Linked DNA regions of Mus musculus: all the other regions are linked to region 1. Evidence: chromatin contacts called from public Hi-C and promoter capture Hi-C data. All regions are on one chromosome and are shown on one strand. The core of a region is the stretch at or near the end of the contact, and the rest is flanking DNA. Distances in the headings are between cores, read along the strand shown.

Evidence for each region. Promoter capture Hi-C pulls out the DNA fragments that hold promoters and counts their contacts. A called contact is a pair of places that touch in the nucleus more often than the background predicts.
Region 2: a Hi-C map of peritoneal macrophages shows a contact between it and region 1, with 4 times the contacts expected there. The contact joins the enhancer-like site here to the promoter of Nat2 in region 1. A contact is called at or near these places in 2 of 39 promoter capture datasets (cranial neural crest and hematopoietic stem and progenitor cells), 1 of 15 datasets of contacts at CTCF or cohesin (the NIH/3T3 cell line), 1 of 484 Hi-C or Micro-C datasets (peritoneal macrophages) and 2 of 9 other capture datasets (adipose tissue and pancreatic islet).
Region 3: a contact with region 1 is called in a Hi-C map of the G1E-ER4 cell line, with 3 times the contacts expected there. The contact joins the enhancer-like site here to the promoter of Nat2 in region 1. A contact is called at or near these places in 7 of 39 promoter capture datasets (the 3T3-L1 cell line, the HPC-7 cell line, cranial neural crest and 3 more), 4 of 484 Hi-C or Micro-C datasets (the G1E-ER4 cell line, Th1 cells, granulocyte-monocyte progenitors and 1 more), 4 of 115 datasets of contacts at active chromatin or transcription factors (embryonic stem cells, large pre-B cells and stem cell-derived neural progenitor cells) and 4 of 9 other capture datasets (adipose tissue, embryonic stem cells, liver and 1 more).
Region 4: a contact with region 1 is called in a Hi-C map of cerebellar granule neurons, with 3 times the contacts expected there. The contact joins the enhancer-like site here to the promoter of Nat2 in region 1. A contact is called at or near these places in 8 of 39 promoter capture datasets (the 3T3-L1 cell line, the HPC-7 cell line, cranial neural crest and 3 more), 1 of 15 datasets of contacts at CTCF or cohesin (the NIH/3T3 cell line), 3 of 484 Hi-C or Micro-C datasets (the G1E-ER4 cell line, cerebellar granule neurons and nephron progenitors), 3 of 115 datasets of contacts at active chromatin or transcription factors (VIP interneurons, differentiating embryonic stem cells and forebrain) and 3 of 9 other capture datasets (adipose tissue, embryonic stem cells and liver).
Region 5: a contact with region 1 is called in a promoter capture Hi-C map of hippocampal neurons, with 3 times the contacts expected there. The contact joins the enhancer-like site here to the promoter of Nat2 in region 1. A contact is called at or near these places in 5 of 39 promoter capture datasets (cranial neural crest, embryonic stem cells, hippocampal neurons and 1 more), 2 of 115 datasets of contacts at active chromatin or transcription factors (large pre-B cells and stem cell-derived neural progenitor cells) and 2 of 9 other capture datasets (embryonic stem cells and macrophages).

Annotation. Positions count from the first base shown.
Region 1 is chr8:67,492,588-67,496,888 of GRCm38.p6, forward strand. It overlaps Nat2 (N-acetyltransferase 2 (arylamine N-acetyltransferase)), which reads left to right and starts at 2,288. Exons shown (of 2, transcript NM_001168577.1): 1 at 2,288-2,315.
Region 2 is chr8:67,954,055-67,958,706 of GRCm38.p6, forward strand. The region is part of intron 3 of Psd3 (pleckstrin and Sec7 domain containing 3); the gene reads right to left. Gm15991 (a long non-coding RNA gene) reads left to right here. Exons shown (of 7, transcript XR_003947558.1): 1 at 1-3,074. Among named protein-coding and RNA genes, the nearest start is that of Gm15991, 2.9 kb to the left of the region's middle. Within about 2 kb of position 2,342, at least 146 of the 459 cell types and tissues checked have an H3K27ac peak or open chromatin away from gene starts, as enhancers often do. A contact at or near this core is called in adipose tissue, hematopoietic stem and progenitor cells, pancreatic islet and 1 more, where this site is marked.
Region 3 is chr8:67,894,037-67,898,685 of GRCm38.p6, forward strand. The region is part of intron 8 of Psd3 (pleckstrin and Sec7 domain containing 3); the gene reads right to left. Among named protein-coding and RNA genes, the nearest start is that of Gm32888, 33 kb to the left of the region's middle. Within about 2 kb of position 2,540, at least 5 of the 459 cell types and tissues checked have an H3K27ac peak or open chromatin away from gene starts, as enhancers often do. A contact at or near this core is called in the G1E-ER4 cell line, where this site is marked.
Region 4 is chr8:67,813,422-67,817,623 of GRCm38.p6, forward strand. All of the region lies in intron 9 of Psd3 (pleckstrin and Sec7 domain containing 3), which reads right to left. Among named protein-coding and RNA genes, the nearest start is that of Gm32888, 48 kb to the right of the region's middle. Within about 2 kb of position 1,465, at least 5 of the 459 cell types and tissues checked have an H3K27ac peak or open chromatin away from gene starts, as enhancers often do. A contact at or near this core is called in the G1E-ER4 cell line and cerebellar granule neurons, where this site is marked.
Region 5 is chr8:67,876,433-67,880,766 of GRCm38.p6, forward strand. All of the region lies in intron 9 of Psd3 (pleckstrin and Sec7 domain containing 3), which reads right to left. Among named protein-coding and RNA genes, the nearest start is that of Gm32888, 15 kb to the left of the region's middle. Within about 2 kb of position 2,104, at least 35 of the 459 cell types and tissues checked have an H3K27ac peak or open chromatin away from gene starts, as enhancers often do. A contact at or near this core is called in hippocampal neurons and neural stem cells, where this site is marked.

The sequences.
Region 1 (4,301 bases), core at 1,038-3,537:
AATGTTAAATATATTAAAATAATATTGGCTAGTAAAGTGGATCAAAGGCTTCTTGGAGGTATTGAGATATGATAAGGGTTGGTGTTCTCTTTAAGTTGTGTGTCCCTTTCCCCCCAGTGTAATAACCTTGCTACATTCTTCTGCTTCACTCTAAAGTTTAGCTTAAAAAGAAACAAGCAAGAGACAAACATGGTTCTTAGTGGATCTTGGAGGTCACACTCTGAGCACATTACTGGGTAAACTTGTGGATCTGATTCAAGATGTAAAACAGTTTGAGACATACATATATATTCAGTACCAGACATAAAGGCCACAAATATAGGGATACGGGGGTAGTTCCCAGGTTAGACTGCTGGTCTAATGTGCTGAAAGCCCAGAATATGGTTTACAGCACTTCTGCACACAAACGTATTCTGCTCAGGGTTGAATGAATAATAGTGGTAATTATTTCTAAGTCTTTGTAGCTTTCTTTACCTCATTCCTGCTTTAGCTCCCATTCACATTGCCAGCTGCCTACTGTGTGCTTGCTGAGAATAGAGTCAGGGATGTAAATGTATGGCTTGTGCCCCAGAATCTGAATATTTAACCTCTCTGTACTTCCTGCTTTCTAACTGGATTCCATAAGAGGGTCAGGCCACAATACTTGAAGCAGCCTTCTCTCCATAGCTACGGGTACTGCTGGACAGGTTCCTTATCATCGGAGAGTCCGGAGCTATCAGGATTCCCAGGGCCAGTTACCATCAAGGGAAGTGTTGGCTTTTGCACAGTTGCTGTCACACAACCCGATCCCCAGCCCCTACCTACATTCCTGCTTGGGAGTCAGAGATCCTGGCTGCAGGCTCTTGCTATGAACTTCCCCCATCCTCACAAGGGATAAAAGGAGGCTCCCTCTTCTGGCCCATCCTCTTAGTCTCTTCAGAGACTCCACCAAACTGTCTGTCCATTGAGCTGAGCCCGAACAATTCTTGGAGCCCTGTCTTACTGTTGTCTCTGTGTCTATATGCCAATGCTGTTAATAACTTTTTCAATAAACCCATTATTGCCCAGTAATCCAGCCCAGAGACCTCTTGAATACCCTTCTCCATGCAGATTCCAATGCCAGGCCTCTAGTTTGCACTGCATAGCCAGTATTCCTCTCAGTCCTCGTCTGGTAGTGATCATATTAAGGTAAACGGAAAAGCAAGAGCTGAGATATTACCAAAGCTATAGGTTACATTGCCACAGTGATGCTTGCTTTATCTTGTGTTTGTGGAAATGGGCTCGTGTAGCCCAAGCTGGCGTTGAACTTGCTGTGTAGCCCAAGATGACCTTGAGTTCTTGATGGTCTCCCTTCACTTCTCAAGTGCTAGGATTGTGGGTATCAGCCACAGGGTAGCTGTTTTGTTGTTGTTGTTGTTGTTGATTGGGCTTTGGTTGTAGGAATGTAAGAGTTTGGAAGTTCTAGTTTAGGTATAAAACTATACAAGCAGATTGCCAACCAGTGGTTGTTGTTAACAAAGGAAGCAAAATCCCTCAGAACCATGCAGAGAGGTATTGCTGTGCATGCGTCACAGTGACCCAACTGAGCAGATAGAAACTGGGGATATAGTTCTATAACTCACTTCTCCTCACCTGAGCCACACCCGACTACATGCCACCAAGCATAAATTTAGGAATCTATTTTGACAACCCAGAATATAAGAACAGTGTGTGCCAAGGAGTCTTTAAATTATAGTGTACAGGGAAATAGCTAAGAAACAGCAAGCATTATCTACAAGAATCATTAGTATAAATCGAAAACAGAAATACATAGGACAGTTGTCGTTTTTTTGCAACCCATATCCGGACACACGTCATACACATTCCACAGTGTCTTTGGATAGAGCAGTAAAAGGACCTGAAGATGAGAAATGAAAAAGAAATAAGGGGGAAAACAAAACTTAGTGGAAGGAAAGGCATACATTAGGAATGTGGGTGACATGTGGTAACCGCTTCCTCCTCTACGTCCTTGATCTGCTTTGCAAGAGCCTATTTCAAGCTCTGACCTCTCACAGGCTCCCAGAGATCATAAACTCTGTGAAATGCAAACCTATCACGAGAAATGCAAAAATATCATGATATCTCACGCAAAGAACGGACTAGAGAAAGAGTTCACCAGGGTTAAGTGAAGCCCTACAACTACATTTCCCAGAGATCCTTGAGATGGTTTAAAAAAAAACTAAGCATAAGGGGCGGAGCAACTTGAACAGCCAATAAGAGCTCTTCCTTTGCAGACCAGGGAACTGAAACTCACTCAGCTTACTTCCTGGTCCGCCCGGTTGCAGTCCTGGTAGCGGGTAAGTGGGGGCTCCCTAATAGATTTGGAAATCAGGATTTCTTCCTCTTCCAGAAGGAAGACCGGGAGAGAACAGCACAACACAGTCCTGACTTTCCAGGCCCAAGTTCTTTTAGAAAGTTTGGGTGGCACATACTTCGAAGCCAAGCTAGGAATACTTTGCAGTACACAGGTGATTCTGACAAATGTTTTGTTTAAGTAGGTGACAGGCAGCCACATTCTATTAGATTTGAAGAGCCATTTAGTTCCTTTTATGCTGTTTCCTTATCAGTCACAAATGAACTAGTAATGGTGTTTACTTAAAGGGTTTCTGAGCGTTCAGGAGGTGCGTTAACAGCATAGGAAACCAATCCCTCCAATTTGTTCCCTCTGGGACTCTTTAACAATGTCATTCACTGCATTTCCAGAGGAACTCTTGGAAGTACTTTTGTCATGCTTGAAGAAGGGTAAGTGTGTAGGGTCTTAAGGAACACCAGAAAATCGACTACTTCCTGTGACTTAAGACTGAGACGTTACCTTGGAACACAGTCGACAGGTTTACTCAACAGTGTGGTGCCAGCTCATGCCAAAAGTCCTCGGAGCTAACGCCCCGTGACCCATGGACCCTGATATCATGAACTCTATTCTGTACTTTGGGCATAATGTCAACTACATTGCTTGGCTCTTTTCTGTTAACAGTTCTGCTCTTTCTCCAGCTCCGGTTTGACTGCCTCAGACTCAAAGCAACTGACTCCACCCCGACTTTAAAAAACAAAAAACAAAAACAGACAAATGCCAACTCTGATTTTATTATATTTTATTTTTTTAAGCTTCCTGCTAAAGACTAACTGTATGGTTTTACCATTTTTATCCATGGCGCGTATTTCTCTTGCCCTTTGCTAACCCTATTAGATTGTTTGCCTAGTAGCATCCCCTGCCTCTGCCTGGCTGTTGGAGGCCTTTACTCGCAGCCTTGGATGCCATGTAGGTTTTCTGTAACCGAAGTGCAGCTTGTTAGTGCTCTTTGCATATGGCCAAGCCAACAAGTCTAGTGTCTTCCACCCAGTTAATCAAAAAGATGGCTTAGGGTTGTCAACAGAGTTGGATTCTGTGGGCTTCAGGAAGAGAAATGAAAGAGAAAAGAAAAGGAATTAAGGGAGAAAATAGTACACATACAAAATTACAAGCAGTCCATTAGCTCTCATTACAACTTCACTGAATATCAGCAGTAATCCATGCAATAAATATATCGGCCCCTAATGGTGAATCCTCCTTCTAGTCTGACTACTGTCAGAAACCTATCATAGCTTTCTCCATCCGGATTGATCTTCTCTATTTTTTTTTCCTATGTTGGCTTCTTGTTCACAATTCCATTTGGCAAAGAATAAGGAGTTCTCTTACTAAAACAACCAGAAATCAGTGTTTTACATGAATGATGCAGAGGTTCTAAAGACACAGAGTTAAAACCAGGAAAGTTCTGCACAGCAGCCTGGTCTTTGGAGGCTATATCTAAAAATGACAATTTGTGATTGGTATGCCATATCATGTAGGGACAAATGACAGCAGCTGGTATAAATAACTATTGCATATTGGTTATTTGACTAAATAAATATTCCTGTGATCTTCAGAAAGCAGCAAGACTTTTATAGGTTACTGAAGACCCTCCAGAAACCCCCACTTAGTGTGTTTTAATCTGGTTATTGCAGTTCTATGGAATGAACTTGAAGCTGACCAAACTCAAATTCCCCCAAATCAGATGCCGAGGCAAAGTTACATGACTGAGTGAACTGAGGAAGTGCTGGGGTGTGTGTGTGTGTGTGTGTGTGTGTGTGTGTGTGTGCAGTCCTGCCTGTATAGGTTATAAATCACAAGTTTGCCCACACAAAAGCAAGGAAGCTATTCCTTCAAGGCCTTGTATCAACAAGTCCTTGGTCCAGAGCTGTGCTGGGAGGCCAACTTGACAATTATTTATGCAGCCTTTACCAAAAGAAGCAAGGGAGGCCCAGAA
Region 2 (4,652 bases), core at 1,092-3,591, 460 kb after region 1:
CCCTTCCCTCAGGGCCCAGGAAATCCTGAGGAAAAGGAAGAGGAAGAGGAAAGAGTGTTTAGTTCATGGAAGACTCTAAAATATATGAAGTCTTCATCCCACCTGAAAGAGAAGAGCTCCTATTCTGTCTTTTTAAGCATCTCTGTCTCAGAGGGGTCTCTTCGTCAGTATAAAGATGCTTATGTCATATCCGGAGATGACAAAGCTAATCTGTAAGGATCTGGTGAGTCCTCGGAAGCGTCTTTAAACCAAGGAAACATAAATCTCTTCTTCAGTCTTTGAAGGGATAGCCTACAACGCTGCTGCTGTGCTACCCTTCAGCTAAAAGCAGGCGTAGACATCTTAGTCAGATTCCAAGCATCCTGTGAATGTCTTAAACCATTGCTACTGTGTGGGGGAGACGGCTTAGCATTGTTTAAAGCATCGGCTACTGCTGTTCCTTAGTTCACCGTGTCTCTGTGTCAGCACTAATGGATGGATAGATGTGCTCTTTGCGGATCAATCGAAGACCATTGTAAAGAGACTATTTCTAGCTGAAGGAAGCAAACACTAAAGTGACTTTCTCTAAATCTGCCAAGCATACAGACACATACAGAAATCCCTGATAGAATCTGTATAAAGCAAGAACTCACACATTCCTCTTTTTTCTGGAAAGGTACAGATGCATTCTCAATTTTCCATTTCTTAAAATTGCGTTAGTGGTTTTGAGGGTGAGCCTTGAACTTACTATATAATTGAGGCTGGTCTTAAACTCCCAATTCTCTTGCCTGCTGAGATCCGGACAAGTATTGCCAGGCCTGGCTCTATGCATTTTGTTTGGGAAGCTAATTAATACTGGATGAGAACTGTAAGGTATATCAGATCAGGTTAAATTAAAAATCTCTACCACAAAACAACAACAACAACAAAAAATTGTATTGGTGTGTATATAAAAGATTGTTAGCAGCATTTCAACAAAGGGAAATGTTAGCCATTCGAGTTCTTTATTTAAGGCCACAACCCCCCTTGCCATAGCTTCTTAGCTCCACACCTTTATCATTTGAAGTTGTATTTGTTAAAAGACCACCTCGCCAATCATCACACCAAAATTTGGAAAGCCTGTGTAAATTATATTTTGTACAAAAAAATTAGTAGGGTCCACAATGGACACCCGGGTTCTTCCATGTATAACTGTCCTCACCACCCTCCCATTGGAAAGTGTATATCAGTAAGAGGGTGATCCCGGGGTCTCTGCAATGACCTTCAATTCCACAGTCCATCAACCTTCCAGTAAATGACTGACCACACTATTTCACAAATGCTGAACTTGCCAGGTGACTCCTACAAACCTGGATTCTGTATGCAACTCCTGTGACAGTTTTGGGGTTCAGTGAGTTAGATCTGTGTTTGAAGTCTAAAGTTACCTTGACCCAACCCCAACTGCCCCATATTGAAACACTGACCCAATCTTCCTTGTACTTTTTTCTTTCCCAAGATTTTTCTTATCTATTTTCCTATTATACTTCGAAGAATTACTCAGACCTCTGTGTAAACCATGAACAGATTAAACCTCACACTCTGCAAATTCATACACCAAAATTAAATTAGTTGGTAGGGATATTTCTACTTCACCAAATAAAAGACGGATTTCCACAAATCAATCAAGCTGTCCAAGATGAAGCTGCTCTTTATCCCCATGTTTATGCCCCCTTCTGCAACCCCCTACCGCACAGTGCTTTGTATAGGAAAGCCATGTTCCAGGAAGCCTCTGAAAGCTCAGGGCTGGGAGTCTGTCTGACAGCTAGGTGTTGAGGAGTGGCTAGCTGACTTTCCCTCTCTCTTATCAGCAGCTATCTCATTCTCCTACCCTTTACTAAGCCTCTGACACTCTTAGCAACCCGATTGTCCTTTTTTGATTTGTTTTTGTTTGTTTTTGCTTCATCTCATTTGTTACTTCTTCAATTATAATAGTTACTATTAATTTTATTTTCTCTTTGGGAGAGATTCTGTCTTTTCACAACTACACCCCTACTAAATAACTAAAGTAACATTCAAAATTAGGTTTCACTGTGAATTCTACAGGAGCGCCCTCTCCACAAATGCAATAACAAAATAAAACAAACAACTGAGCAAGAACTTTCAAATGGGAAAACAAACAAACAACAAAAACAAAAAAAAAACCGAAAAAGTACATAACTTCACTACTAAAACCACTTTAGAAATTTGTGGAGAGAATGGGAACTCCCTTTCCTGGAGAAAAAATATTCAGACCATAAAAAACTTAAGAGATTCCTGGAGCCACATCCAGCCACTACTAAACCAGGAGGCAGCAGTGAGCCCTGCCCCGAGTGACAGAAGAACAGTTCAGAGTCCCACAAGCCTCTAGGGACACTTAGTAAAGCCGAGATTTTTCACTCACCAGCTAGCAAACAGCACATGATGTTATTCTCTTCCTTTAATAACTATACATATGCAAATGCCTTTCTGCTTTTAGACTGGGGTGCTAGAACATTTCCTTAGGTTATACTTTAGCCAATTTCTTTATCACTGCTCTTTCAAGCTACATCTTCCCAAGCAGAAAGCACTAAGGAAAGAAAAAGGCTGAAGAAGAAAGAGCACAGCATTCCCTTTGAGAGGAAGGAGGAGGAAGGGCAAGAGGAAAGCAGAAAACCACAAATATCAACTTCAGGGGACTGAACAGAGAAGCACTTCCCTCAGGCATATCAGCTGCACACAGATGCAATTCACCTCTTCTACGGAACTCCTACCCTGAGAGAAAAATCTAAGAAACTGAAGTATAAAACAGATTTTTCACACAACGAAACATATTTGAGAGCAGTCTCTTATAGCTGAGAGAGCCAGGGAAGAAGCTGCTGACGTACTCCTGTATTTGCTGTCTCACTTCACCTCTGTCCAGACCCAGTTCAGCAGAAATGGACATTATTCACCATGGTTCCTGGTGACAAGGACAACACGTGTGGCTTGCAGTCTTCAGGTCAGACAGCACTTACTGGTCAGAGTTGTGGTCATCTCCTGATAGGCCTGCGAGAGAGAAACACCCAGACACAAAGGAACCCATGGGGACGTGTGTGACTGTAAGTCTCTAATTATCCTTTCTAATTCTGGAGCCATGTGACTGGACTTCACATAGCCTGCTGAACCCTGGGGGCCTGAGGCTCCCAACCTGGACCACTAAGGGAGGGGATGCTGTTCTTTGCCCCTTCATTAAAATATTGCATTACATAGCAGGGCTAGGTGAGCTATTTCCTGCTGACCAACCGACTGGCAGCTTCACGCTCAGCAGTCAGAGCATCCTGGAAGAATTTAACTATTCCTGTTCAAATGGGATCCAGGATCTCAGCAGACTTTGTTGTCTCTATATAATACTTTAAAATACACGCAGTATAATAAGTACTCAATGATCCTTCCTAACTAAATATTGAATATGAGAGATCAAGGGAATTTTCTTCGTTGACGTATATAAGAAAGTAGCTACTAAAACTAATTCAAAAACTGAAAGAGGAAAGGAATTTTTACTACAAGAGACTACTCCCAAACAATTACCCTCTCTCACACACACACACACACACACACACACACACACACACACACACACACACACCACTAACAGCAACAAAAACAGTAGCAGCCAATTCAGCATTTGGAACTAAGTTCTTGAAAATAGATAAATTCAGACATCTGTAGAAAGAAATAAAAACAAAAGAGAAATAATCATTCTATATAAATACTAGGTATATAAAATACCTAGATGTGCAGGACAGTGAAAACACTTGTCTAAGGGTTAAGCAACTTGAAGTCAGGTATAGGATCTGTCACTACCAAGTCACATGCCTTTGGGTAATTCTACCAGCCAAACTAGGACACTGATTTTGTTGTTGTTGTGGTGGTGGTTGGTGATGGTGGTGGTGATAGTGGTGGTGGTGGTAGTGGTGGTTGGTGGTGGTGGTGGTGGTGTGGTGATGGCGGTGGTGGCGGCGGCATTTATAAAAAAAAAAGTTATACAAGGTCCCTTTCAAGTTGTAAAGCTTTGTCTACTTATGGCCACCTGTTACCTTGAGCCAACTCAAAGAACACTAAAAAGTGTTCCCCATCAAACTGGTCTGTCCTAACCACTGGCAGTATGCATGGGAAGGAAGGAATCGCCCTGTCTGGAGTCTTGCAGAGGACCATCCTCTAAGATAATTCTTTTCTACACTGGGATTCGAACTTTCTTGCCTTAGTCAGGTGACACAACTGAAATCTTACTTCAAGAAAGTCCAACAGGAACCACTATCTAATCTGACATGCTAAAACACTAGGAGTTACTCGAGTGTTGTAATTTAGCTCTGTCCATACTAAGGTTTGAGGTCTCTGCTGACTAATTTTATATCAACCTAATACAAGCTAGAGTTATCTGAAAGGAGGAAACTTCAACTGAGACGATGCCTTTGTAAGATCTGGCTGTAAGGCATTTTCTTAGTTACTGATAGGGGAAGGCCTCGCTCAATGTGGGTAGTGTTATCCCTGGGCAGCGGTCCTGGGTTCTGTAAGAAAGCAGGCTGAGCAAACCATGTTAAACAAGCCAGTAAGCAGCACCCATCCATGGCCTCTACATCAGCCCCTACCTGTAGATTCCTGCCCTGCTTGATTTCCTGCCCTTGCTTTTGATAATG
Region 3 (4,649 bases), core at 1,290-3,789, 400 kb after region 1:
TTGTGTGGGAGGTGGAGAGAGAGAGAGACAGAGACAGAGACAGAGACTGGATCTTGTCCTAGAGTTAAGGATGGTCTTGAGCTTCCATATAGGTGCTGGGACTTTGACCTCATGTTTTCTGTAAGAACAAGTGTTTCTAAACACACAGCTTTCTCTCCAGTCTTTAAAGAAATCTTTTTTTTAATAGTAGTTTTTATTTTTTAATTAGATGTTTTCTTTATTTGCATTTCAAATGTTATCCCCTTTCCTAGCTTCCCCTCAGAAAATCTCCTATCCCCTCCCCTGCACCCCACCCTGCTCCCCAGCCCACCTACTCCTGCTTCCTGGCCCTGGCATTCCCCTATACTGGGGCATAGAACCTTCACAGGACCAAGAATCTTTCCTCCCATTGTTGACCAACTAGGCCATCCTCAGCTACATATGCAGCTAGAACCATGAGTCCTACCATGTGTTTTCTTTGATTGGTGGTTTAGTCCCAGGGAGCCCTGGGGGTACTGGTTAGTTCATACTATTGTTCCTCCTATGGGCTGCAAACCCCTTCAGCTCCTTGGGTACTTTCCCTAGTTCCTTCATTGGGGACCCTGTGCTCTGTCCAATGGGTGACTGTGAGCATCCATTTATGTATTTGCCAGGCATTGGCCGAGCCTCTCAGGAGACAGCTATATTAGGCTCCTGTCAGCAAGCTCTTGTTGGCATTTGTAGTAGTGTCTGGGTTTGGTGGTTGTTTATGGGATGGATCCCCAAGTGGGGCAGTCTCTGGATGGTCATTCCTTCAGTCTCTGCTCTGAACTTTGTCTCTGAAACTTCTTCCATGGGTATTTTGTTCCCATTTTCTAAGAAGGGTCGAAGTATCCACACTTTCGTCTTCATTCTTCTTGAGTTTCATGTGTTTTGCAAATATATCATGGGTATTCTGAGCTTCTGGGCTAATATCCACTTATCAGAGAGTGCATAGCATGTGTGTTCTTTTGTGATTGGATTACCTCACTTAGGATGATATCCTCCAGATCTATCCATTTGCCCAAGAATTTCGTAAATTCATTGTTTTCAATGGCTGCATAGTACTTCATTGTGCAAATGTACTACATTTTCTGTATTCATTCCTCTGTTGAGGGACATCTGGGTTCTTTCCAGCTTCTGGCTATTATAAATAAGGCTGCTATGAACATAGTGAAGCATGTGTCCTTATTACAAGTTGGAGCATCTTCTGGGTATATTCCCAGAAGAGGAATTGCTGGATCTTCCAGTAGTACTATGTCCAGTTTTCTGAGGAACCACCAATCTGATTTCCTGAGTGGTTGTACCAGCTTGCAATCCCACCAGCAATGGAGGAGTGTTCTTCTTTCTCCACATCCTCGCCAGCAACTGCTGTCACCTGAATTTTTGATCTTAGCCATTCTGACTGGTGTGAGGTGGAATCTCAGGGTTGTCTTGATTTGCATTTCCCTGATGATTAAGGATGTTGAACATTTTTTCAGGTGCTTCTCAGCCATTTGGTATTCCTCCATTTTGAGAATTCTTTGTTTAGCTCTGAACCCCATTTTTAATAGGGTTATTTGGTTTTCTGTAGTCTAACTTCTTGAGTTCTCTGTATCTATTGGATATTAGCCCCCTATCAGATTTAGGATTGGTAAAGTTCTTTTCCCAATCTGTTGGTTGGCTTTTTATCTTATTGATCCTTTCCCTTACAGAAATCTTAAACACACAAATTCTAAAAATTTCTATAAAGAACCAGGCAGCTAATATTTCAGGCTTTGCAGGCCATATGTTCTCAATAACAACTGCTCAACACTGTCATCACTATGTAAAGATTTTAAAAGTAGCTGTGAATGTGTCCCAATAAAACTTTACACACACACATACACGAGATGAATTTTTGCCTGTAATTACTATTTTGCTCACCTGTAGTCTAACATAAGTTAGCATTGAAATAGATGAAAAATCCTAGAAGATCTAATAGCAATTTCAGGTTTTCCCTTACTTCATAGATTTTCCTCTACTCCATTAGAAAAAGAGCTACAAACTTGTGCTATAATGCATGAAAATGTGGGAAACAGAGACTTTTGCTCACAATGCTAACGCAAGCTCTAACTAAACAAACAAAACAAAACAAAAACTTAGCAAAAAAAAGCATACTGCTCCTGACAAAAACTATGGAGCCTTCTATCAAGTTTCAACTATAATCTAGTATTCTCTGATCTAGAGGGACCAGTAGAGCCCATGAAAGTGGACCACAGAGTAGATTCCAAGTTAGGGGTTGAAGAATTAAGTAGAATGACCATGGAATTAAGTTTAATAGTGTTAAGAACTGGAGCTTTGTGGAAAGTGTGCTTTCGGAGAAACTAACAGCTCTCATTGTCTACGGGTACAACCCAGCCTCATAAATCTTGAGCTATTAGAACACAGCCGGCATACCCTCCCACACAATTCCACCTCCGCCAACATGTTACAACAAACGAGGAAAAGTATACTACTGACTTGGTAATTACTTCGGTGAAGTAGCACTGCTATAAAGCTCTGGTTTTGCTTGTTTGCCGCTCATGGAAGTGGAATTAGGTTATGCTGCCCTCAGGTGTCCATCTTTTTAGATGCACCACTGGAGGGCAAAGCAGAAGCCATTGCAATTTCAAAGCACCCTGGCCAAAAATTCAAAGAGGACTTCTCATGTCTGGTACTGGGTTTTTTCCTTTAGCTTTTCAGGGTGTACTATTAGCCTAGATGAGAAAGTTCCTTAAAACTATATATACTTAAGTATAGACTTAATTATGTGCCACGGTGTTTTCTAAAGAAATAATGATGTCTGCCTTTTGAGTTATCGATGTTGCTATCTATCCCCTTCCTCCTGCTCCTGTGCTTACCCCCCTCCCTTCCCTAGGCGGTTCCCTCACCAGTTCCCCCATGAGACCCCTTGGATCCCACTGTTCTGCCTTACTGCTTCCAGCTTTCTTCTGTATTTACCTCCCTGCCCTTCTCTGTGGAGCTCCCAGGTCCTATTTCCCCTATCACAGGTATAAAGTAACATAATGATTCACTAGTAATATAAATACTTATATGCACACAGAAACAAATCATTTAAAAAGAGGCCATGGATTTGAAGGGGAGTGGGGGGAAGTATGTGAGGATTTGAAGGAAGGAAAGTGAAGGGGTGAATATAATTAAATTATAATCTCAAAATAGACACATTTTTTTAAAAGCAGGCGTCTGCAATATAAGTATCTTCTTTCAGAAACTACAATCACAGATTTAAGAGGTTGATAATCCAACCACATGGTGGTGACACACACCTCTTTTAAATCCCACCATCTGGTAGGTAGAGGCAGGCAGAGTTCGAGGCCATCCTGTTCTACAGAGTAAGTTCCAGTATAGCCAGTGTTACACATAGAAACCCTGTCTCAAAAACCATTAAGAAAATAAAAGGAAAATCCAACATTAAGGAAAGACACGATCTTGGTGGGGTTTTCTGCACCTTTCCTGTACTATATTGCCACTGAATGTGGTAAAAGACATCAAGTACTATATGAGTTTTGAGTGCTGGGGTCATTGTCCCAGGCTTTAATAAGCTCTAACCTGTACTGTTCTAATACTAAAAGCATTTACTGTTTCACTCACAGTCTCTCACAAGTGGTCACTAAGGAATTTGGCGCTATATAACTTTTGACATATTGCAACAGATTAAGTGTAAAAGCAAACACAAAAATCTAGCTATCCTCTATTAGTTCAATAGTAAAAGGAACCACAAAAATGTAAATGCCACTATTTCCAATAAATTTTCTCAGAATGTAAAGTATAATTCATGATTATAAAAACTATGTTTTTCATTTAGTGGTCTTTAATGATCAAATGATGACATTAAAGTTTCATTAGATTCAACCCATAATGTAGTATGTAGTAAAACACACACACACAAAACAAATTTTAAAAAAGTCTGTTTGGGTCTTCAAAGATTTTAAGAGTCTAAATACACTCTAAGTTTGAGAAATTCCCAAAGTATAAATTCTACCAAAATATGATTAGAACACTATGTGTTTATTTTTAATTTTGAGAAAGTAAGACACATTGAACTCTGTCAAAACACAAATATTTAATTTTCATTTTAACTTGGCTGTCATAGGAGGAAATAAGTTAATGCATGGAGTGCAGAGATCCATTGGGCTTTCAATCACTTTCTTCATTCTTATTATCCTCTCCAAGGCATGGAAGGAAGGAAGAAAGGGAGGGAGGGAGGGAGGGGAGGAGGGAGGGAGGGAGCCCCTTCCTTAAATGATATTCACCTGTCTTCCTTCTTCCACAGTGTAAAAGCTCACAAAGGAAAGCACTGATTAATAATTAATGATTAATCTATTAGATAGCTCCTATAAGACCACAAAATGAGCCCACTGACTCCAGAGATGACTGTGCCATATTTTATTCATGTTAACCTGTTCTCAAACAGGGGAAAACAAATATAAATAAACAGAAGTGAAGAAGCAGATAGAGGAATAGAAAAGGTTTCATTTTCACAGGTCACAGAATTGAATGAACTTGACTGGTGCATAATTAAACTCTAACACTCTTGCAAATTCATTCCTACTAAAATTTACACAGTGGCCAATATGATAGTCAGTGGCACTGCATTCTAAATGTCATTCTAAAATTAAAAAATTTCAAAC
Region 4 (4,202 bases), core at 215-2,714, 320 kb after region 1:
CTCCCCAAAAGCTTTCAACGGCCACTTATATGGATTGAAATATGTTCTGCTTCTACTTCAGAGTTTAAATGTGAAATATTCTGTTACATATTATATTATTTATATTACATATGCAAGGACAGTATCAACTGAGAATATAATTCCTCCATACTACACAAGACACACTTTTAAACAGGCAGATGTGAATCTCCTTTCCAGATTTAGTTTTTTGTCTTTAAAAAAAAAATCCAGGGAGAAAATATGACATCAGTCTGCGAACTTCCCACTAAAATCTGAGGTTACAAAAGGGCATTGCGAAGACTTCTTCAGGTTCCTTTGTATATAGTTTTGACTCACAGAGGAAGAAGTGATTAGCATTAACCTAGCACTGCTAAAGAAAATGCAAGCAACTCCTTTGCAGACTAAAAAGAATAGAGCTGATGGCGCCCTTCAATATTATTGCAACATGTTTTACAAAGCAATGAATTAACCATTTCCCAAGCAGTGCTGTGGGGCCAAGCACTTCCCTTTCTCTCTCCCATATTTACAGTTAACATCTCCAGGAACCCAGACTTATCTACCATGCTGTAATGCTCACCTTCCTTGAAGTGAGCTTGGTCTTTAGGTTTCTTTCTACAGAATAAGTATAAGTCCATCAGATAACAATAACAGAATAACAGAATAACAATGGCTTAACCTGGCTCAGAAGAAGGATATTTCATCAACTGCAGCTTACTGTAAGTCTCAGCAAGAAATGACTGGGGGAGACGCACAGAGATAATTAACGAGGAAAGCCCACACTCTGCCTGGGCAGCACCGTGGCTCACAAAGCAGATGGCCAATTTTTCACTATACATCACCCAACTACCATGAGTTCTATGAGATGTGTCTCAAGTTTCCTTGCTACTTTATCAAAAAAAATTTTTTTAAACATTTCATTTAAATTCACCCCCTCATCAATGAGAGAATTCTTAGTGGATGTTGTTCTATTGTTCCCTAACAACATGCCTCAGCCACTCACGTTATTTTTACACTCTAAAACAGCATTAAAAAATGGCATTATCAAGCTGAGATTTGGCCCAGGTAAATACGTGGTAGTTTGGTAAGAGTTGGGCACAGAAAAACAAATCAAAGTATGAACACCAGCTTTTACAGTTCTTAATCTAAGCAAGGAAAAAATTAAGATATAGCATATAATTTATATTTTATATATAACCAGATGAAAAGGAGGAAATGTGGACACGTTCAGTAGTTTTAAATTCGCATGATGCTCATGGTAGAGTAATTTCCATGCATATGTGAGACCTGAAGTTCATTCAATAACCTGCACCATGGTAAACACATAAATGGATAGAATAAGGAACTGAATAAAGACATACAAACGTCAAGAATCAATATCACCAAATGATTCTAAATTGTTATTTGTGTCTAGTCTGTCCAGTTGACCCTGGTAGCAGGAAGGTCTGTAGTGCCCCCTCATGGCCAGGAAGCTTAATGGGAACTCTACAAGTATCAGTTAAAAGACAAATAAATAGCTGAATGCATTCATAGTCAGGCTCAAATGAGACACTTTGATAATTAATACTAGTTTCCACAAATGTAAAAGCAACCTTCTTTAAAAAAAACTATTAACATTAAATATCCTCTACATTTTATCTGTTCCAGAATTTGATATAAACATTATCCAGAAAAAGGAAAAATCATATTCTTCAGAAGAAAGAAGATTTCATCACTTTTAAGGATATGGATGGGTTTGGGGGAGGAGTGCTACAGGAGGGGCAGTAAGTTCTATGAAAACAGCGCACAAAATTTGTCTGGGATATAAAATAATTTGCCTTAGAGTATAACAACATGATGCACAAAGATTGGATCATTCAATTTCTTCACTTAAAACATTTAGTTAAAAAATCTTGAAAGATATTTTTTAAAAATTTAAGGCAATAAGTAAGTGATCCATTCAGAAACCTTTTAACACTTTCTTCAAATAAAACACAAAATGCAAAATTGGATGAAAAGTGAAGCCTGCAGATGAACTAATTTCATAGTTATACAAATTAGTGAGTTTTATGGCCAACAAAACAGAAGTTAAGACACACCAAAGATAACAGTGTTCCAAGAATATAAAACATATTGTGATTAAACTATGTGGAAACTATTATACTCACTCTAGAATGGGCTAGGTAGAGTTTTGGGGAGAGAATTCAATTCTAGACATTATCTTGAGATGCTTGATGTTATCTTATTATTGCCTTTAATGGAGGCAAGAGTCAGATGGGGTAGAAGAAATAAACTTTCTTATCACCAGGTTAAAAAAACCTTTTATTTTTTGCTGAAGAGTCAGATAACTAAAAAACACCACTTAACTGATTAACAGGAAAACAACACTGATTTGCTTTTAACTAATAATATTTCACTACTAGATACAGCTGAGGTGAATAATACTTTTAACTATTAGCACTTGAATATATTATGTCCAGTACAGAGAAGAACATAGATTACCATGTAATTACACTTGTCCATAATGAAATTCAGTTAATTAGTTTAGGGTACAAGTGCTTAGCATATTCAATTAACTTCATTTAGTGAACAAAATTTGCTAATGAATGATAATGTTTAATCTAATCTCTAACTCTAATGGAATACATACACAAGGAAGAGAGGCAGGGACAAGGTGACTGGGAGACAGAGACAGAGTCTAGGAGGTAAGACCTTAGATACATTTTTAATAAATACCTCAGAACTCAAGAGGTCATATAATATCCATATATGTTATACATTTACATGTATATAGTCATGTGATTATAATTCTACCAGGAGCTTACATACAATACTCTTCCCACAGTGTACAGGTTCCTATTAAATAGGAGTATCTGCAACTGCATAAAAAATAGAGAAGGTATTAGAAAGGATAAACTTGCTCATTTGTCATCTTCTGGCTTCTAATGTTAATCCATACATCCTAATTCTGAGCAAACCAAAAGTATTAAAATGATTGAATTTTCATCAGGGTGGGAGTTTGGATTACAAAAGCATTTCCAATGATGACCTCTGACTTCTCAGGTATTCTGACCACAAGGTATAAATACAATGTTCATTAAAATAAAATTCAGAGATGCTAAGTTAGTGCTCTTTGCAAAGTAAATTTTATAACCACACTGACAACCACATGCATGTCCTTCTACACCTACTTAATACTTTAATAGCCTTTGGGGTTTATGCCAGCAGGAGACTGTAGTCATCATACCATGGGAGGTCGCATAGCAGTTGCAGTGGGAACCAAGACATGCTCATTCCGGTCATATTAAAAGACTATCAAAAGATGCATGCTTTTCCCCAAGATGAGTACTTAAAAATTACCAAGAAAAAGCCACCTGTGAAGAACTTATTAGAGCCAGGTTAATTTGCTAATGATTGATAGGGTTAGATTGCACTGTGTCATAATGTAATGTGATAGATAGCCAGCATATTTCTTAGTCACCATCCATCCTCTACCCTTTTTTGAGGGAAACCTGTTAAGACCAAAGTCTTTCAATACTGTAATGACACAGGAGGAAGAGGCTGGGAGGGAGCAGGAGAGGAGGGTAGTGGCATAAGGTTGAAGGGGTTAGGCCTGATGCCACTCCCAGTGGGTCTGGATAGAGCCCATGGGAAGGCCAAAATGATACAGACCCACCTCCCAAAGCCTTTCCTACACATCTTCAAGCCTATGGGTCTTGTTAGAATCATCCCCATCCCAGCTCTAGAGTTCTATGATCCTATGATTCCATCGTTCCATTTTTAAACCTGTGGAGTGGGAGTGTTTCTGAGTACCCTGCTCACACAGATGGTGGTGGGAAGAATCTCAAGAATATGTTGCATGTAGTAAATGCCCACTCCACTACGTAAGCACTCCCTTCCATTCCACATCAACCAAGATTGCTATCTCAGAGAGAGTCACAGAAAACACCAGTGCTTTATTAATGGCAGCCCAGCAGCAGTGCATACATACGTAAGGAACACAAAAGAAGGAATTTCTCCCAGTTACACACACCTGGCAGTGAACACAGCAAGAATACAGCACACAGAACAGGGTTGCTTTTCTACATTAGCTCCGCAGACTGGGGGAGGGGGACAGAATGGGAGAGGGAAGAAAAAAATGAACTCAATGAAAGATAAAAATTAAACAAGATATTTCTACATTCCTGATGATCTAAAAATATGCCATACTAAAAGCCATTTGTCAA
Region 5 (4,334 bases), core at 854-3,353, 380 kb after region 1:
TAGGCTACTCTCCAGTTTCAGTTACTTGTATCCACCAGTAGTTACACATTGATGTGTTTATGATGCAAATGAAAGAGATTAGGCCAGGGCTGGAGCTGGAGCACAGTGGTATAGAGTGCTTCCTGGCATACTCAGGGAGAGGAACGAAGAGGGAGGGGAGAAGGAAAGTCAGAAGAAAGGAGGGAAGGAGGGAGAAATCAAGAAAGGAAGGGAGGAGGGAAGGAGAGATTACTAAAGTGATTATTATTTGTTCTCAGGTTTCTGAGTCTGTTTCATGCCACTGATCTGTACGTGATGAGGTATCACTATGGCCATAAAACAGCTTTCCTTTGTGAGCTACTCTTGTTGTAGCTAAGAATTCCTCTATATTGAAATGTGTTCCATCCTTCCTTAATGAATAAACGATAACACAAGTATTTTGCTGGTTAGCTCATGCCTTGTAGACCTTCATTCTCCGAGGCCTCCCAGGCCCATTGGGTAAATCATAAGCCAACGGACAAGTTTAAAGTTTCAGTGTGAGATTGGCTTTCAGTAAGACTGTGTGCTCACGTATGAGAAACGGCAACAGCTAACTTGGAGGGTAGGCTTACCTACCTCCAAAGAATGCTCCAAACATACCAACATTCAAAATTCTGTGGAGGCAACTAGAGTATGAAACCTTGCAGTGCTTCTTTGTGGCCAAATTAAAACTAGAATCTGCCTGAGAATCACTAATAGTCCGTTACAGGACAGTTAACGGTTACTACCACCCCCACCCAAAGTTTCCTTTTGGTGAAAAAAGAACCTGTCTGCACTCTTTACGCAGCATTTGTTCTACCCTACTGTTCTAACAGGCTTCTTCTATGGAGGGCCTTTTATTTAGTAAGTATACCATGATTTGCAGATTTTCAGCTACTTCAAGGACTCATCCTCATTCTCATCTCCATCTTTCATTCGAGCTCTGAGCCATACAAATTATCATTATCTTGTCCGTGATGGTCTCAGGCCTGAAGGCAGCAGCGTGCTTCCAGACTTCCATGGAGAGAAGGCAGAAACAGAAACACGCCTTTCACCCCACAGCTCAGCTTGATTTGCCACACTGAAAAGAGGCAGGGAGCGTCTGTATTTTGAGCCATCACCGTTAATGCTGTTCTCTAGAAAAAGCTCACTACCATAGCTTTTTGTTTCAAAGGCTCTCCTCCTTATACTAGCACAAGCTTCGAAAGCCCTTTCCTCCATAGATACTGTTGCTACCAGGTTTACATGACCTTCTCTTTGAGAGCTCACCTACTCCAGGCAGCAGTTGATGCTCTTTTTATAGCTACACTTAAATACCACCCATAAGTTCCTATTTTCAACTACATACTCCGGATATAACTCAGATCAAGCAGTTTTGAGAATTCACTTCTGGCTTTTCATTTATAAAAAGTATAGACCTGTTTCAGACTGAGGCCCCCTTCTTCCTCTGCTTCAGTCTCCCGGGCATGAGCTTTTGAAATTGCTGCTATAAAAAGAGCAGCTTTCTTAGATTTAGCTCTGAACATTTGCTGGCTTTATTATTTGTGCATGCTTCTTTGTCTAAACCAGTAGCATAGGAGGAAAACAAATGTAAGAGCTATGATTTGAGCTTACAAGAGCTAAGCCGGTGTTAAGAGCACTCATCACTGACACTGAATGAATCCCTACCATTTTCCAATTTCTCTTCTGCCGAGTCACAGTCTGCTTTAAAAGCATCACTTGAGAAAGTTTGAGCACAACAGGGAAATTGAGTTTACATTTTTGGTGCAGGAATGAAAGGGCAAGGAAGAGGCTGGGCAGTAGATACAACATGCTTAATGGGCCCACATGACAAGCACAACAGTCATAGGCACAGGATAGATGCTTTATTTATTATGGCACAACTAAGTAAAATGAACATTAAGACCCCTCCCCCAAGATTCGGTCACAGGTGACATCATTAGCAACTCTCAAACGCACTTAGGGCCCGGGACTTTCATACCCTATGAGGAAACCTTGTGCATGACAGATGGATGCACATTACATCTTAATTCCTCTATTCACTCTGAGGGGTGGGTGCCATGACAACATGCTATGCACTGAAGCTGAGGAGTCGGAGACATGTTCCAGGTGCAACATCCTGCTCTCCAGATTCTACACTGCTTATCTCAAACTCTGCCAGGAAGCATTCTGATGTCAGCGCACTGCAAAGACAGAATTCTATTTTTCCTACTTGTTTCCACTTCATTTGATTAGAACACAGTAAGAAAAGAATAAGGGATTCTAAGCAGACAATCCAGCAACAGGAGCTCAAACAAGAGGCTCAAAATTGCACTTCATATACACAACTCAACACTGCTGGCACTGGTCTCTGAGCCAGAGCTTCTCCCTGGAAAGCCGATCAGTCGGGTGAGAGCTGCCCTTTTCACTGTGTGCTTCCTCAAGAGTTCTCAGCAACATCCTGAAGAGTGGTAGGTTCACATTGCTGTCCATCTTTTAATTCTTTAAAATAATCCCCATCGTATTTTTGTTTTAAAGACTGAATTTACTTCTGCATAGCTCACAAATATCTAAACACACATTTTCTTCAAAAATCAGAAAAGCAGGGACTACTAAACCCCTATTGTCTTTATATCCTAAGTTAGCCAAGTTTATTATAAGGCAATGACTTTCATTGTCTTTCATATTGCTAGTTATATCTGAGCTAGTTACATGATATTCAATACTGTGAAAGAATCACAAAACACAGTAAAAGTTCATTAAGACAATATTAATATAATTGCTAATCTGACTCAATAGCGAGAGATGACCTCCTTTTTTCTTTTAGAGAACGTGCTCATTTCTTTTTCAAGCTTGGAGTTAGGAGAAATAATGCATTCCTTGTACTTTCATATAGTTCTATGCAATATTAGTGTCTGTAAAAGAATACAGCATCTCAACTAACAGGATTAATAAAATATGGTCCCATTCATATTTCCCCAATTATACTTGCATTCATTCTTTGATTATCATACAATCAAATACAAAGGAGGAAGGGCAATCACATGCAGAAGTGAAAAAAAAAATGTGTTGGGAGAGAGACCTCATGCTACTTGTGGTCAAGCTTCAGCTAGGAACCAGAGGAAGGTAGGGAAACTGTCACTGTCATGTTTTCAGCGTTTCCCCTGCTGAGTGCAGCAGATTAGATGTCCAGATAGAGACTTGGAAGTAAGCCAGGCTGGCTTTGCTCTTGCTTTTTCTAGAAGGATCCCTATAGTTCTTTCTGTTCGCTCTATGAAAAGGGATCCTTTGTGGAGTTTGAACTTATAAAATTTTATCTCTGACTTTCCAGACTATTTTTGAGTTGTTTTTGTTTATCCTTACTTACATTCATAACGAAATAAAAAGCTAATGGCTATAAACCTGCATTGCACAATTTTATATTCTCTAATCATGTTTCATTCTTGCCCAACAAAATGCATTAATCCTTGTCTAATATTCATTTTTCTTTGCTGACCTCTGAGCAACTTTCTGCCCAAATTTTCCACTATTTTTTAATTGTATTATCTCCTTAAGAATACCAAATGAGAAATTATATTTAAGACAAAATATGCATCTGTAAAGCATCCAGCCAACAAAGGAATAGATACAGGGAGGCTATGTAGCTTTGGCAGATTCTTCTAATGGGATCTTGCCTAAACGCTGTCCTTGGAGAGAGCAATAAAAATTGCATTTAATTAATAAATTTAGTAAGAATTTACTCAAATCTGTAATAATTTAAATTCAGTGTTATCTTTCCTTGAGGAAATAAAGTATTTGAACAACCCTAAATCAAACATCTAGACTGTAAGGAGTAGAAAATGAAACTAATATTTTGAATGGAGAATAAGGCTTCTAGGTATGTATTAATAGCTCATCTAAAGTACTACCTTCTTTGGAGAAGCTAAATAATCTACTACTTCAGGCTGTCTTCCTGCTCTAACTTTCTTCACTCTGGATTATGAATGCTATAACTTTTATTCAAAATAACCTAAAGAAAATTTTTATTTGCCAGAACAGTCAAATTCCTCGTTGGGCTATTTAAGAAACAGCTGGAGCTTAAAAGACAATTGTAGACAGGGCCTAATTGTCATCTCTCCTGTCAGCAAAGGAGAAGGAAAAACAGAGCAAGATTTTATACATTTTCAGAACTTAACAGAGGTAGTCTTATTCCTCTTATATACAGAGGTTACATATAAGGTTTTTCTTAATCGTCTCTAATTAGATAGAAAACAAGACTATATACTTTCATTTGAATATCAGAGAACTGTTCATATGAAGGCCCAACTTGTTCCTCAGCAGTTTGTGGTCTCCAAGGATAGGTCCACATCTGTTTTCAG